Linked DNA regions of Sus scrofa: region 1 is linked to region 2. A link is a contact called in public HiChIP or PLAC-seq data. All regions are on one chromosome and are shown on one strand. Each heading gives the region's core, a stretch centred on a gene start, on an enhancer-like site or on the middle of the called end of the contact. The rest is flanking DNA. Distances are from core to core; before and after follow the strand shown. Region 1 holds the start of CERS5 (ceramide synthase 5). Region 2 holds the start of LOC110260660 (cytochrome c oxidase assembly protein COX14).

Evidence for each region. HiChIP or PLAC-seq counts read pairs in DNA pulled down with a chosen protein or histone mark.
Region 1: a contact with region 2 is called in an H3K27ac HiChIP or PLAC-seq map of skeletal muscle. The contact joins the promoter of CERS5 here to the promoter of LOC110260660 in region 2. A contact is called at or near these places in 2 of 5 promoter capture datasets (fetal liver and liver), 14 of 47 Hi-C or Micro-C datasets (alveolar macrophages, blood, embryonic fibroblasts and 7 more) and 2 of 2 datasets of contacts at active chromatin or transcription factors (alveolar macrophages and skeletal muscle).

The regions. Positions count from the first base shown.
Region 1 is chr5:16,066,213-16,073,073 of Sscrofa11.1, forward strand. CERS5 (ceramide synthase 5) reads right to left here and starts at 3,891. Exons shown (of 11, transcript XM_021091643.1): 1 at 3,540-3,891. The coding sequence starts at 3,736.
Region 2 is chr5:16,012,852-16,019,896 of Sscrofa11.1, forward strand. It overlaps LOC110260660 (cytochrome c oxidase assembly protein COX14), which reads left to right and starts at 3,568. Exons shown (of 2, transcript XM_021091641.1): 1 at 3,568-3,703. It overlaps GPD1 (glycerol-3-phosphate dehydrogenase 1), which reads left to right. Exons shown (of 8, transcript NM_001190240.1): 8 at 925-1,576. The coding sequence ends at 1,021.

The DNA of each region.
Region 1 (6,861 bases), core at 2,641-5,140, 54 kb after region 2:
CTTTCAGTCAAGCCAAACATTCATTTCATGTTGAAGATCCAGATTCTAGTTATTCCTCTGGGCATCTGAGTAGATGAGGGTGGACCCTTCTCAAACATTCAATCGGTATTTACTGACCACAGGCCACATCTAAGGTATTTTGCAAAGTGCAGACCACCATGATGCAACCACTCAGCAGAAATCCACAAAGGAAAGCATCTGTTCTTAGGTAGCTAATAACCTCCTATCTGCAGTTCTTTAGCAAAATAGCTAGGTACATTTATTTTTGGTCAGGTGGTCTTTCTTTTTTTCTGCTTTTTTAGGGCCACGCCCCAGGCCTATGCAAGTTCTTAGGCTAGGGAGCTACAGCTGTCGGCCTACTCCACAGCCACAGCAACTCCAGATCTGAGCCACGTCTTCGACCTACACCACAACTCATGGCATTGCCTGATCCTTAGCCCACTGAGAGAGGCCAGGGATCAAACCTGCATCCTCATGAACTCCAGCTGGGTTCAATAACTGCTGAGCCATGAAGGGAACTCCGAGGACAGGTGGTTTTTCAAATCATCCCTATCAGATGAGGCTGAAGCTCATTGTGGCTGATGAGAAGGAAGAGAAAGAATAAATTGTAAACTCTACTCTTTAGGACATTCTTAACACAGAGATAATTTATCAAAGGGCATAATATAAGACATTAAAACATATGGAGCAATTTGAACCAAAAAATGCCAAGTTCAAATCAAACACATTATATTAAATAACCAAGAATAAGATGAACATGGATTTGTTCTCCAAATCCTCAAACACTAGAACAGTATGTTAAATCTTAACTCTTGAAGGGGGTTTAAAGTATCGGAAAAGATGGCCACAGCAGAGAATGGAAAGAGAATGCAGCTGGGAAAACAATATGGCCCTTGGTTCTAACTCCTCCCTCCGGTGAGTACACAACCTCTGAAAAGCTGCAAAATGTTTCTAAGCCTGTTTATATAAAAGGAGGCTGGAGTTCTAGTTCTTACAGCCTATGATTACTATATGAATCACTTTTAGAAACTAAGTAGGTAGTACTTGAGAAACGAAAAAATGTAGGAAAGAGAATAACTGAATCATATTTCTTTTTTTCTTTTTTCATGCTTTTTTTAAGGGCCGCACCTGCGGCACATGGAGGTTCTCAGGCTTGGGGTCAAATCGGAGCTGCAGCTGCTGGTCTACACCACAGCCACAGCAACGCAGGATCCGAGCCATGTCTGTGACTTACACCACAGCTCACCTCATGGCAATGCTGGATCCTTAACCCACAGGGCGAGGCCAGGGATCAAACCTGCATCCTCATGGAGGCTAGTCAGGTTCATTAACCACTGAACCATGATGGGAACTCCATGAACCAATATTTCTGATACATCTTTACTCTATGGAAGACCAGCATAGTTAAGAGAAGACTTGGTAATCCAGCTGTCAATTCTACTGCTAACTAAAGTGGTAGGTCTTAAAGAGAAACAAAATAGGAAGAGGGCTTTTAAGGTTAAACTTTTCTAGGATCCAACATGAGGTGAACCTCATGAGGTACCTGTCCTTTCTAGCCAAGGAATACCATACTAGAATGCTTTCTGATCAGTATTCCCATCCACACCTCCCCTGACACCAGAGCACCATAGAAACATTCAGATAGAGTCCCCAAGGTTAAAAGGATCCTTTCCAGTGGCTCTGTGGCTCTGTCAGGGTTACCTGGGGATCTCTTCGCAAATTTGAAGACACATGCAAGTTTACATAAAGTATTTATAAGCAACAAGCTGTTTCCTCTTACCACTAACTTGGGGAAATTTCCAAAACATATATTCACATGAAAGAAAAGAATCTTTTCCTAGGACAATGAACTTTTTCCCCCTCTCTCCCGAATTGTGTATTTTCCTATTCAATCATTACATTGCCTTTCTGTTTTTTTCAGCTCTCACAGATAGAGACTGCCCAGATCTAGGTTCCTCCTAAGACTGACAAGTGGTTTGTGCCTCCACCCCAGGAATACTTAATACAATGACTATACTTAAAAATACTGCAACACTAAGTTCCTGGGGACCCAGAAAAGGCATTTAGATCTTTGGGTTGCATTTGCTTCAGTTAAAAGCATCTTTAGTTTTACACCTGAATGTCTGGCAAACCACTTTGATGACAATGCACAATCACTGTGAATAAATGGATGAATGGTGGGCAACACATAACACATATTTTTTGAAAGATTTGTGCCAGAAATAGGAGGCGAATAAAAGAAGTAATTCAAACAGATAATATTAATTTTTCAGACAGCAGCAGGTTATTACTTGTCTTTTGAGGGCCGCACCCCCGGCATATGGAGGTTCCCAGGCTAGGGGTCCAATCCGAGCTGTATTCCCTGGCCTACGCCACAGCAATGTGGGATCTGGGCCGCGTCTGTGACCTACACCACAGCTCACGGCAACGCCAGATCCTTAACCCACTGAGCAAGGCCAGGCATCAAACCCATGTCCTCACGGATGCTAGTCTGGTTGTTAACCGCTAAGCCACGCATGACGGGAACTCCAGTAACAGGTTATTATCTATCTATGGCAATACATTCCCATCCTCAAAAGGGGACTCTCTGATAAAAGCCAAATGAACAAAAGATGTCCAAGTGCCATCCTCATTATCCTCATTATCTGAGACCTATCCGGAAAGAAGTCACTCTTCCTGTAACATGGAGCAGACCAAAATCATCCTATCAGTGAATACCTTTATTTTAGACAGCAGACACGAGCCACTCAATCAAAGACAAGTGAAAACACTTTTGCCAAGAACACATTGTCCCTTAGAAACTTGCTCAATACAGTTGTCTTCTTATAGGCCCTAAGGCTCTCCATCCTTTGAAGATGACCACTCCTCCTTCCATTTCAGGCCTCCAAGGCCTGTTCTGCAACTAACCCTATCCCTACAGGGTTCTAGTCTCTTACAGGATCCAGCTGAATTTTATTGAGAAGCACACACACACGCGGCCATGAACTGATGAATCAAGGCTTAAGGCCTAACTAATCTTGTACCCCTCAACTCTCAGTGTCCTCACAAATCTTAGCTTCCCACGAACGTGCTCCTTCGACTTGGAACGTCTGGCTCCTTGCGCTGACCCTGCAGCTTCCCTGGCCCCAACTAGTTCTGGTTCTCTTGGCCCTTTCTTGTTTCTTGCTTCGGGCCCTCGGCCACAGCTCACACTCAATCTGCTTCCTGGTCTGCAGAATCCTTGGCGGTTGGGGAGAGGCCTATGAACCCCCCCCCCGCCCCAAGTGACCTCCGGGCTGCAAAACTGAATGGGCCCAGCGTCCCCCTCGACTCTGACACTTTCAATGTCCACGCCCCGAACTCCCTGCCTTTACCTAGGCTGCACGACTACCTCGGCCACCCTCCGAGCATCCCGCGCGGCGGCCCAGGCTCTCCCAGCCCCCTGCTTCCGGGCTTTCCCAGCAGTTCTGCTTCCGGTCCTTGGCCTCCGTCTCTCCCCCGGGCAGGCTTTCCCAGCCCGCGCCCCAGGCCCTTCGCGCCGTTCGCCCGCGGTCTCTCACCGCTCGAAGAGCAGCCTCACGGAGAACACGCCCGCCGCCAGTGGGAACACGGAGAGAATGTGCCGGGCCCGCGGGTAGCCGTAGCCGTTGCCCGGCCCCTCTAGGTCGGCCCAGCTCACGTTCTGGGGCAGCCAGAAGCGCTCACTCCAAAGCCAGCCCCACAGCAGGCCCAGGGCTCCCGCCGCTGCTGTCGCCATCTTACGCCCACCCCGCGGCCACTGCCGCCACAGGCTCAGCTGCCGCCCCAGCCAACGGAACCCGCGAGGAGGCGGCCCCGGGGCGGGGCCGGGCCGGCGGCCACCCCCTTCCGGCCCCTTCTAGGACCCGCACTCCAGCCCGACTCCTTCGCGGGGCCGGGCCTCTGTCCCGCCCACCCTGCCTCCCCGCCCACCTCCCTCCCCGTAGCCTCCCCAGCCGCCTCTCCTTGGGACCCCGCCCTCCGACTCGGCCACGCCCTCCCCGCCCCGCCTTCACCCAGCCCTGGCCACGCCTCCACAGTGATCCCGTCCTTTTTTGCTACAGGTTGCGGTAAAGCTTCTCCTCGCTCACTCTTCTGTCTAGCCACAGCTACACCCGGTATTTCAGGCATAGCTCCCTTATGGGGATGTTCTTCTTTTTCAGTCCAGCCAGCTCAAAGCTGTTCCGGTTCGCTGGAAGGCCATACGTGGTGTGTGGTGTGTGTGGTGTTGTGGTGTGTCTGTCTGTCTGTCTGTGTCTATCCGTCTTTCCCCCTCTTCCTTCCCAACCCCCTTCTCTCACTAGGGTTTATCGCCATCTCAGCTGGTACTGCCTACTAGCAGCGTTCTTTTTGCTCCCAACCTTTTTCTCCCCTCCTGCCCCTCATGACCTCAGCCCCCTTTCATTATCCCTTAAAGTGGACTTTAAAAAAATTCTTTTATTCTTCTCATGGAAAAAAAACAAAAAACAAAAAAGGAAATGAAAGCTATTCAAAGGAAAATATAAAAGAAAAAGTAGAAGACGGCCATTGTTTAATGAGGTTTATTATATGCCAGGTAGTGCACTAAATATTTTCCACATTTAACTTCCTCATTCTATGAAGTAGGTGTTGTTTTATTTACTGTTTTATGGATGAGTAAATTGAAGTCCAGAGAGCAGCTTGTCCAAGGTTATATACAAGTGGTAGAGCTGGGGCTTCTGAACAAAGTCTCTAGATTCCAGAACCCTGGGCCCTTATCCTATAAACCTCCTTAGTTTTAGATTTCCACACTGAACATTGAATTCTTTTGTGGCTCTACATAAACAGTAAAGGGGAGCCATAGACAAGAAACCTTTAAAACACTGAACTCTAAATTATTCCTCAGCTGCTGGAGAACAGTGAACCTTGGGTGCCCTCTGTTAAAACCTGGCTACAATTTTAATTACTACAGCTACCTAGAATGATCTGAAATAAGATCAAAGAACTAATCTTGTCCAAGGACAGATAGAGTATCTTTATACTAGCAGGCAGGCTTACAGCAGAAGATAGTTTCAAAGGGAAAAGAGGAAAAGAAAAAAAAGGAGCCATTTGAAGGAGTGGACTAGAAGTTTGCTTTTTAGTTCAGTGATTCTCAAAACTTCGTTTGCCACAGCTCAGACATTAGCTTGTCCCTTCTCTCACATGGTGAGTTTGCTAAGTTTTCTGGGCCCCAACCAAAGATTCAGGAGGTTCAGAGTAGGGTGCATGAATGTGCATTTCTCATTTCCTTTCTTTTTTTTTTTTTTTTTTTTTTTTAAATACAGCTGCATCTTTGGCATATGGAAGTTCCTGGGCTAGGGGTCAAATCAGAAATGCAGTTTGCAGTTGAGGCCTGTGCCACAGCCATAGCTACCCAGATCTGAGCCTTATCTGTGACCTATGCTGCTGCTGCTGCTGCTTGCAGTGACACCGGATCTTTACCCATTGAGCGAGGCCAGGGATTGAACCCACATCCTCAGACGATAGCATCGGTTTCTTAACCCACTGAGCCACAAAAGGAACTCCTCAATACCTATTTTTAAATAAATGCACTTCAGTTTCTTTGAACTATATATACATGTATATATATATGTATATTTTTTGTGTGTCTTTTCTAGGGCTGCTTCCTGCAGCATGTGGAGGTTCCCAGGCTAGGGGTCTAAACGGAGCTGTGGCCTCAGCCTACACCAGAGCCACAGCAATTCGGGATCCGAGCCACGTTGCAACCTACACCACAGCTCATGGCAATGCCAGATCCTTAACCCACTGAGCAAGGCCAGGGATCGAACCCGAAACCTCATGGTTCCTAGTCGGATTTATTACCACTGCGCCAGGATGACGGGAACTCCTTGAATGATAAATAGGAGTATTAACATTGCTGACTGAGGGCTCCCCAGAGCCAGCCTCCACCCACTTCCAAGTTCACTGGTTTCAGTTTCTGACCCTCCTCTCAGCAGCACTTTCACACCCCCACACTCTGTGTCAAGTGGCCACCAGCCTATTTCTGTTGAGAGGACGGTCATATCAGCTTGTGGATATGACTTTGACTGCAAAAGCCATCACACAGCTGATGTAATAGTCATTAAAGGTTCTACTGGTTGATATGTTGGGTCCTTAACCCACTGAGCCACAAGGGGAAGTCTGCATTTCTCAGTTCTAACAAGTTCACAGGTATACCACTGCTAATCTGAGAACTACTATCTGAAGCCATTTTTGCCCAAACCCAGAGATAGCTTAAAATCGTAACCACCTTATATTCAAGATACTTTTTTTTTTTTTTTTTTTTTTTTTTTTTGGTCTTTTTGCCTTTTCTAGGGCCGCTCCCTCAGCATATAGAGGTTCACAGGCTAGAGGTCTAATCGGAGCTGCAGCCACCGGCCTACGCCAGAGCCAACTCGGGATCTGAGCCGTGTCTGCAACCTACACCACAGCTCACGGCAACGCCGGATCCTTAACTGAGTAAGGGCAGGGATCGAACCCGAAACCTTATGGTTCCTAGTCGGATTGGTTAACCACTGCGCCACGACGGGAACTCCAAGATACATTTTAAAAGAAGTACTCTCCCTGATCTCATAGGAATTCAAATCAGAGCCCCAAGGAACAAAGAATATGCTAACCTGGCACACGGAAACCAACACACAATGACCCTGTTCACTAGATCTATTCTCAGAAAATTACATTTGTATCAAATTCTCAGCCTCTTGGTTGTTAGAAAACATACCGATGGTGAAATACGTAAGGAAAGCAAATGTAGTACAGGTTTCACTTTGGCCAGGAGTGACCTGACCAGCAAACTGTCCCTGTAGTGGACATGAAGAGAGTTTCCTTAACCATCTCAGGTCCCAAGCTGGCCCCTTTTCCTGCTTC
Region 2 (7,045 bases), core at 2,318-4,817:
GGACGGAGAGAACCAGGGCCGGAAGTGCTGTCCCCGCTCAGCATCTTCCTGAACCCTCTACAATCTGTGAAGTGGGTGGAGAGGAAAATGTTATCTTATGTTTACAGACAGAGCCTGGAGCTTAGAGAGGGTCTGGTGTGCCCACTGTCCCCCAGCTCGTTCATTGTCTTTGAATTCTTTCCAGTCTGGTGCTCTTTGCACCATGTGGCGCAGCCCCTCCGCATGGCCTCCCCTCTGTCTGTCCTCCTTGTCCTCAGCTGTGGGCGTGGACAGGAGCAGGCCCCTCTGACTGTCCTGCCTCTCTGTCCATCACCCCCAGTCTAAGCCGTCCCCCAAGGCCAAACCTTCTGCCCCCTGAATCCTGTCCTGGGTGCTGAGGTATGAGGAAGAGGCCAGGTCGCTTCGAGGTGCTCCTTTTCAGGGAGCACAAAGACAGCTGGGGTGATTGGCTGAGCAGAGCAGAGCTCCGCTGATCTGATAAAGAATCCTAGAGGAAGAGAGCATGAGACAGACTCAGAAGATCAGCTCACGGCGGGTCAGGGTAGAGCCTCCTGGTAAAGGGAGCAGCCTGGGCAAGAGGATGGGAAGAAGGAAACTGGCATTTATTGAGCACAGTCGTTTCACTACTTGTTAGAGTGGCTTCTTTTTCCAGTTGATGCTATTGAGGTTCAGAGAGGTTAAGTGGCTTGCCTGAAGTTCATGCCAGGGAGTCAGGCAGGCAAGTTCACTGGGATAGTCAGCAGGGCATTAAAAACCTGACCCTGAAACCCAGGGCTAGGAAATTGAAACTCTCTGGACATTGAGAGCCAGAGTCTGCCTGAGCTGGAAGGTGGCAGAGTGGGGAGTGGAGGGCTGGGGGGGATGGGGAGCAGAGGGTTGGGGCGACGCCTGGAGGCCAAGCTGGGTCTGTCCTCCCCACTCTAGGTTCCCTCTGTTCATGGCTGTGTACAAGATATGCTACGAGAACCACCCAGTCAGTGAGTTCATCTGCTGCCTGCAGAATCATCCAGAACATAGCTGAGCGGTGCTGGGGCTGAGGCCAGGCAGCCTCTTTACACCAATGGAGACAGGCAGAAGCTTGGGGTGCCTGGCCAACAGGATCTCTGGGACTCCACACGGAGGAGCCTCTTCTCAGCTTCTCACCGGAGGACAGGAGGCTGGGGCCCAGCTACCTGCCTGGAGATCCTGAAGCACCAAGCAGCCCGCAGCCTCTTGCCGCCACATCTCACCAGAAATGGAGTTGCCTGGTCCCTCTCTGGCTGTGGGGAGGGGCAGACTCAAGCCCAGCTCTGGCTGCTTTGAGTATGTGGGGGGAGCGGGGCGGGGGAAGCAGGGAGGCAAGGCAACGGCCGTCCACTGCTGCCTCACACAGACCAGGAGTCCTGTCCCCAAGCCCAGTTACTGGCTAAAGAAGTACCTCAGCTGCAAGAGGGATGAGGCAAAGGCTGCCAGGGAGGGGTCCGGGCTTTTGAGCTGACTCAAGCCCCAGGGACCCCTTTGCTCTGACCTCTGCCAGGCCCCACATGGCATCAATGAATCTCAGTGTTTGTTAACAAAATACAAAGATCTCAAACAACCCGCTTCTAGCTTCTCCTAGCAACATCTGCGTCCTCAGAAACCTCTGGTCATCCTCTTCCCCCCTCCCCCCAGCTGCCCTGGCACCAGAGTTGCTGCCATGCTGGCATCTCTGGCTGTGGGGCATGTCGCCCTCCCCCAGGGACTTCCCGGGACCTAGTTCTTTGCCAGCCCCTCCCACCATGGCTGACCTTTCCAAGGCTCTCTCGCCTCCTCGCCAGCACCCTCTTTGGAGGGCAGGAACTTAATCTGCTGACAGAGCTACACCATTTCATAGCCGGCTCAGATCACTCTGCTCCGTGACCTTTGTACCTACGCTGCCTCCCTTCTCAGGAGCTCCAGTCGGGGGAGGCGTCGGTTGGGTCCCTCCTGCTGCTATCTCCCCAGGACATCTCGGACCCACCTCTTACCCCCTCCCAAACTCTACCTAATTCTCAGCTGCCCCCAGAGCACCAGGGCAGCTAGCCAGCTCTAGTATCAGGAGACCAAGGGACCGGAGTGCGTAATGGAGGGTGATCAGGTCCCCATGTGGGTGTCCTAATTCCAAAGCCAACTCTCCTTTGTCACCTGAAGGCCTTCTTTTGAGGTATTGACAACTTCACCACCTCAGGAGCTGGGAAACTCATGGAGGAGGAAAAAATTCAAACCATTCTACCTCCTGGGGTGAGGGGGGAAAAAATGGGAAGGGGAGGAGGGAGTGGGGTGTGCTTGGCACTGACCTTGCTCCAGGATGGAATGGCAGCAGGGGAATGTCACAGGTCAGCAGCCTGGGCCCCTGGCTATGAATAGCGACCAAAGGCGCCTGGCCATCCAGCAAAGGGTCTCAGCTGCCTGGGTGGCGGCACCTGGCACACTGTGACTGGCCAGCATTATGTTAACCCTTCCTAAGTCCCCGAGAAACCGGGCAGGGAGGCTCCTCTCAGCCCCTAGCCCTTGAGAAGTCAGTCTTAGCAGTGAAGGGCAGAGCTGCCTGGGGGGGCACAGTCACTCCAGAGGTGGCTGGGATCTAGAGCTGCCTCCCCAGGAAGTCAAAGTCAAGACGGAAAGACAGCTCCCTTCCCTAGGCTGCAGCTGCGACCCTCTTAGATAGTCAAAAACCTCTGCCTACTTTTGCTTGCTTACTCCTCAGTTAACAGAATCTCAGGCCTTCGCATCAGGCCCACTTGTCTACCCAATAAAGTGTTTTTTCCAGAAACAAGTTGGAGAAGGGCGCTTGAGTGCATGCGTGCAGCGTCAGTGCAGATCACTGCATGTATGTTTTCACTCATAGGGTAAGAAAAATGAAAATGGAAAGAAAGCCATCTTCCATCTCCCCAGCCACTCCCGGCCCCTAGCAGGGGTCCCCCCATTCCCCTAAACGGCACTCCCTCCCATCCTCTTCCTGGCACTTCTCTGGGGCTTATCAAGCCGCCTGCAAGCGAGGAGGTCACAAACGGGTGAAACGTTATGGAGATTCGACCCTCGTGCCCACTTCGTGGCCATGGCCAAAGCTGCCGTAAAGCTTGCGGTTCGGGTCGGACTCCTACCTGGGCTCTGCTGAAGCCTGGCCGCGGAGAAAAGAGCAACTCCAGGCTCCAGGGGGCGCGCAGCCCTCCAGGGGGCTGGCACCGAGAGAACCTACCTAGCTACCGGAGACGTCACCGCGCCGTAGGCTGGGGATTGGCTGGCTGGCTCTCTCTGAGACGGAGTTTTAGATCGTCTTTTCTGTCATGACTAAGTAGTATTCTAAAAGTTCCAGTTCCAGAGCTTGGATCTCCAAAGACCCTTTCTCAGTGGAGAATGACTACAACCCCCAGAAATCAACTGGCCTGAGAGGAAGGCTCGTCTGAGGATGCGTAGTAAGGACGGCTGACCCGGAAACCGGAAGTTCAGAGGAGGCAGCCAGCCGGAGTTGCGGCCTGCGCGGGCTACCGCCTCGGTAGGCGGAGTTATGCTGAGTCTGAAGCTTAGAGGGTAAGCGGGTCGCGTGGGAGGGAGAAAGGCGGCGCTCTGCACCAATAGCACCTCAGCGTTCAGAGTGGTTTCTGGGCCGTTACCCTCGCTCGTCTGGTCGTGGGCGCAGCTTCCGGCTGCGTTGGGAGGTCGTGCGGCTGGAGGACTCGAACCCAGAGGGAGCGGCAGCATTCAGGTACGCCGTCCGCCAGGCCCTAGTGGGGGCTTCCTATCTGCCTGGGCGCGCCTGCTCGGGCCGGCCTTTGCTTACCGCATCCTCACGCCCAGTCTTCGGGCTTCCGTACTCTGCGCGGCGGACCGCGCCGCTGGCAGCCCGGCAAGCTCCTTGGGGCCGTAGGTTCCTGTCAGACCCTGACTCCCACCGTGCGTCTTGGCCCTCTGCGCTCCGACTCCGACTCCAGTAGCTCTGACCCCTTCTCGTCTCGCAGAGCGCTGCGCCCTGAAATGCAGCTTTTCCAGGCACTCTTCGTGCGTATTGATAATCTGGCTCCACTCCTTTGCGGCTTTCTATGCCTGGGATGCTCTCCCTGTCCCTCCTCTACTGGTGTAAATCTTGCCCCTCCCCAAATGACAGCTGCCCCCACCCCCCACCTTTCTGCTAACTTATCTTGAGCCCACACCTTGTCTCTGAACTCTCAACGTGCCTCTTTTCTGGTCGCCGCCGTCTTGTACTTTGTCTAACAGGGTTTGAGATGCAGAGTTTATCCCCATCAGATCATAATCTACTTTGAGACAGAAGCCGCGTTCTCTGCGGCTTTCATAGCACGAATAAAAGGTAGACAGCTAAGTGAGTAAATCTAAGCGGAGGTGGCTGGACCCATTTGAGGAAATGAGTTTTCCGGAGGAGAAGCTTGAACCTTGAGGGCACAACATGTTTAGGCGGCAGGAAAGGAGAGAAAAGCCATATAACCTTTGCACGTTGTATTTCCACAGTGGCTCTCATTTTCTTTTCCCTGTTTTTCTGAGACCTTCCCTTTAACCCCATAAGAGACCCAGCCTTGAGCTTTATTAGGGAAACGGATGTCCTTCAGGTGAGAATGTTCTCCAGCTGACCTCAAGTTTTCTTCATTTCCAAAGGTAATCCTTGTATCTCCTTATCAGTAAGCAAGACAACTAGGATTTACTTGACTTTATTACCTTCTCAAGCTGCTGCCCTATCATTCGCATTCCCTTAACCAGGAAATCACAAGAATACTGACTCAAATCTTTGGGTGTTCCTGTCGTGGCACAGTGGAAACAAATCCGACTAGGAACCTTGAGGTTGCAGGTTCGATCCCTGGCCTTGCTCAGTGGGTTAAGGATCTGGCTTTGCCAAGAACTGTGGTGTAGGTCGCAGATGCAGTTGCAGCTGGGATCCCTCGTTGCTGTGGCTGTGGCACAGGCCGGCAGCTACAGCTCCAACTCACCCCTTAGGCTGGGAACCTCCATATGCCACAGGTGTGGCCCTGAAAGGAAAAAGAAGAAAAAAAATAGAAGTTCAAGGACAGCCATGCTTCCCACAGGGGCTTCATGGCTCATTGCTATTAAAAGAAAAAAAAGGAAATCTTTGGGGTGAGAGAAGGGGTTTTGATCCTTCGAATAATCTGTTTCTCTCTGTCCTAGAAAATTGCGTAGACACATAAACCTTGGGGAATGGGGTTCGTGGGCCTGCTGGGGCCCTGGCTAAGAATCTATTCTTTCTACTTAATACCTGTTCCAGTTTGGTGCATTAAATTGACTTCTGGCCTAGGTTTACCTGTGACCTAGTCACCTATTTCTATCCAGTGATTCTATCAGATTAATTTTTATGGCCACTTAACTCTGCAGTAGTATTTCTTAGTTTTCATTCTGGTCCAGTAAGTACACCCAAAAGATACAGCAGTGATTTTCAACCGCTGTTGTAGTTAAATGAAAAAGCACCCCAGATGTTTCTGGAATTTCCTACCTGTATTCCTAATTTTTTTTTTTTTTGTAAGCTTTTTAGGGCTGCACCTGTAGCATATGGAAGTTCCCAGGCTAAGGGTCGAATCTGGAGCTACAGCTGCTGGCCTACGCCACAGCCACAGCCACTCGAGATCCTTAACCCACTGAAGGAGGTCAGGGACGGAACCTGCAACCTTATGGTTGGTTCCTAGTCAGATTCGTTTCTGCTGCGCCAGGACAGGAACTCCCTCCCTAATTGTTTTCCTTTTTCAAACTGGCGTTCCCTTGGCTTCTCTGGTTTTATCCTCTGTTTTGATGTCACTTGTTATTTCCATCTGCATCTGTGGCCTAGCCTTGCTCCCAAGAGCTGTTCCACATTTGCATATCCATCTGCCTGATGAACATCATCACATGAATATTGTATTGAGCACCTTTTTTGGCCACCCCATGCCATATGGAACTCTGGGCCAAGGATGAGATCAGATCAGATCCGAACTACAGTTACTGCCCACGCTGCAGCTGTGGCAGTGCTGGATTCTATAACTCACTGTGCCTGGGTGGGGATCAAACCTGTGTCCTGGTGCTGCAGAGATGCTGCCAATCCCCTTGCACCACAGCAGGAACTCCTTTATTGAGCATCTTAATTTTTTTTCTTTTTTGGCCACCCTGCGGCATATGGAATTCCCAGGCCAGGGATCAGATCTGAGCGGCAGTCGCCACCTAAGCCACAGGTGCGGCAACACCGAATCCCAGTGTGCTGGGCCGGGGATCGCACCTGTGTCTCAGTGCTCCCAAGACTGAGGATCCTGTTGCTCGTCAGTGGGAACTCCTTGAGCATCTGGATTTTAACATGTCTAGTTCATGATCTTCTTGACTGACACCGCCACTGTCATCCGCAGACATAGCAACACACGTGTTTCTTCTTTATTTCTATTAACAGTCTCACTCCTTCAAGTTTCCTAATTTGTTAGCTTAGAGATATTTTTCAGCTTTGCCCTAATCTGTTCGTTTAATTATCCTTGTTCTGCTTCCAGAATAATTTCTGCATCTGTCTTCTCCTTTTCTACTGCCCTGCCTTAGCTTGAGGTCTGTGAAGAGTTTTTGTTAATTTGAGAATAGGAAAATAGGATAAATCTCACGTTAGCTTAGACAAGAGGGAGTTCCCATTATGGTGCAGGGGAAATGAGTCTGAATAGTATTCATGAGGATGTGGGTTCAATCCCTGGCCTCACTCAGTGGGTTAAGGATCTAGCATTGCCATGAGCTGTGGTATATAGGCTGGCAGCTGTAGCTCCAATTCGACCCCTAGCCTGGGAGCTTCTGTATGCCACTGATGTGGCCCTAAAAAAGCAAAATAAATAAATAAAATTTAAACAAAAGGAGGAAGGTTCTAGAAAAATTGCGTCTGTCAGATCTTCTGTCACTCCTAGGCGAGATGTACCACCCTATTTCCAGCCCTGAGAAAAGGTGGACCTGTAACTGGTTAGCATCTGCCCAGTGTCATGTGGGCCAGGAGGAGAAAGAATAAGTGGGAGCGCGGTTGAAGGCTGCAGGGTCTCTGCTGGCAGCCCATTAATTACCTTAGTGTCCTGCTCTGATTGTATGGTGTTTTTTT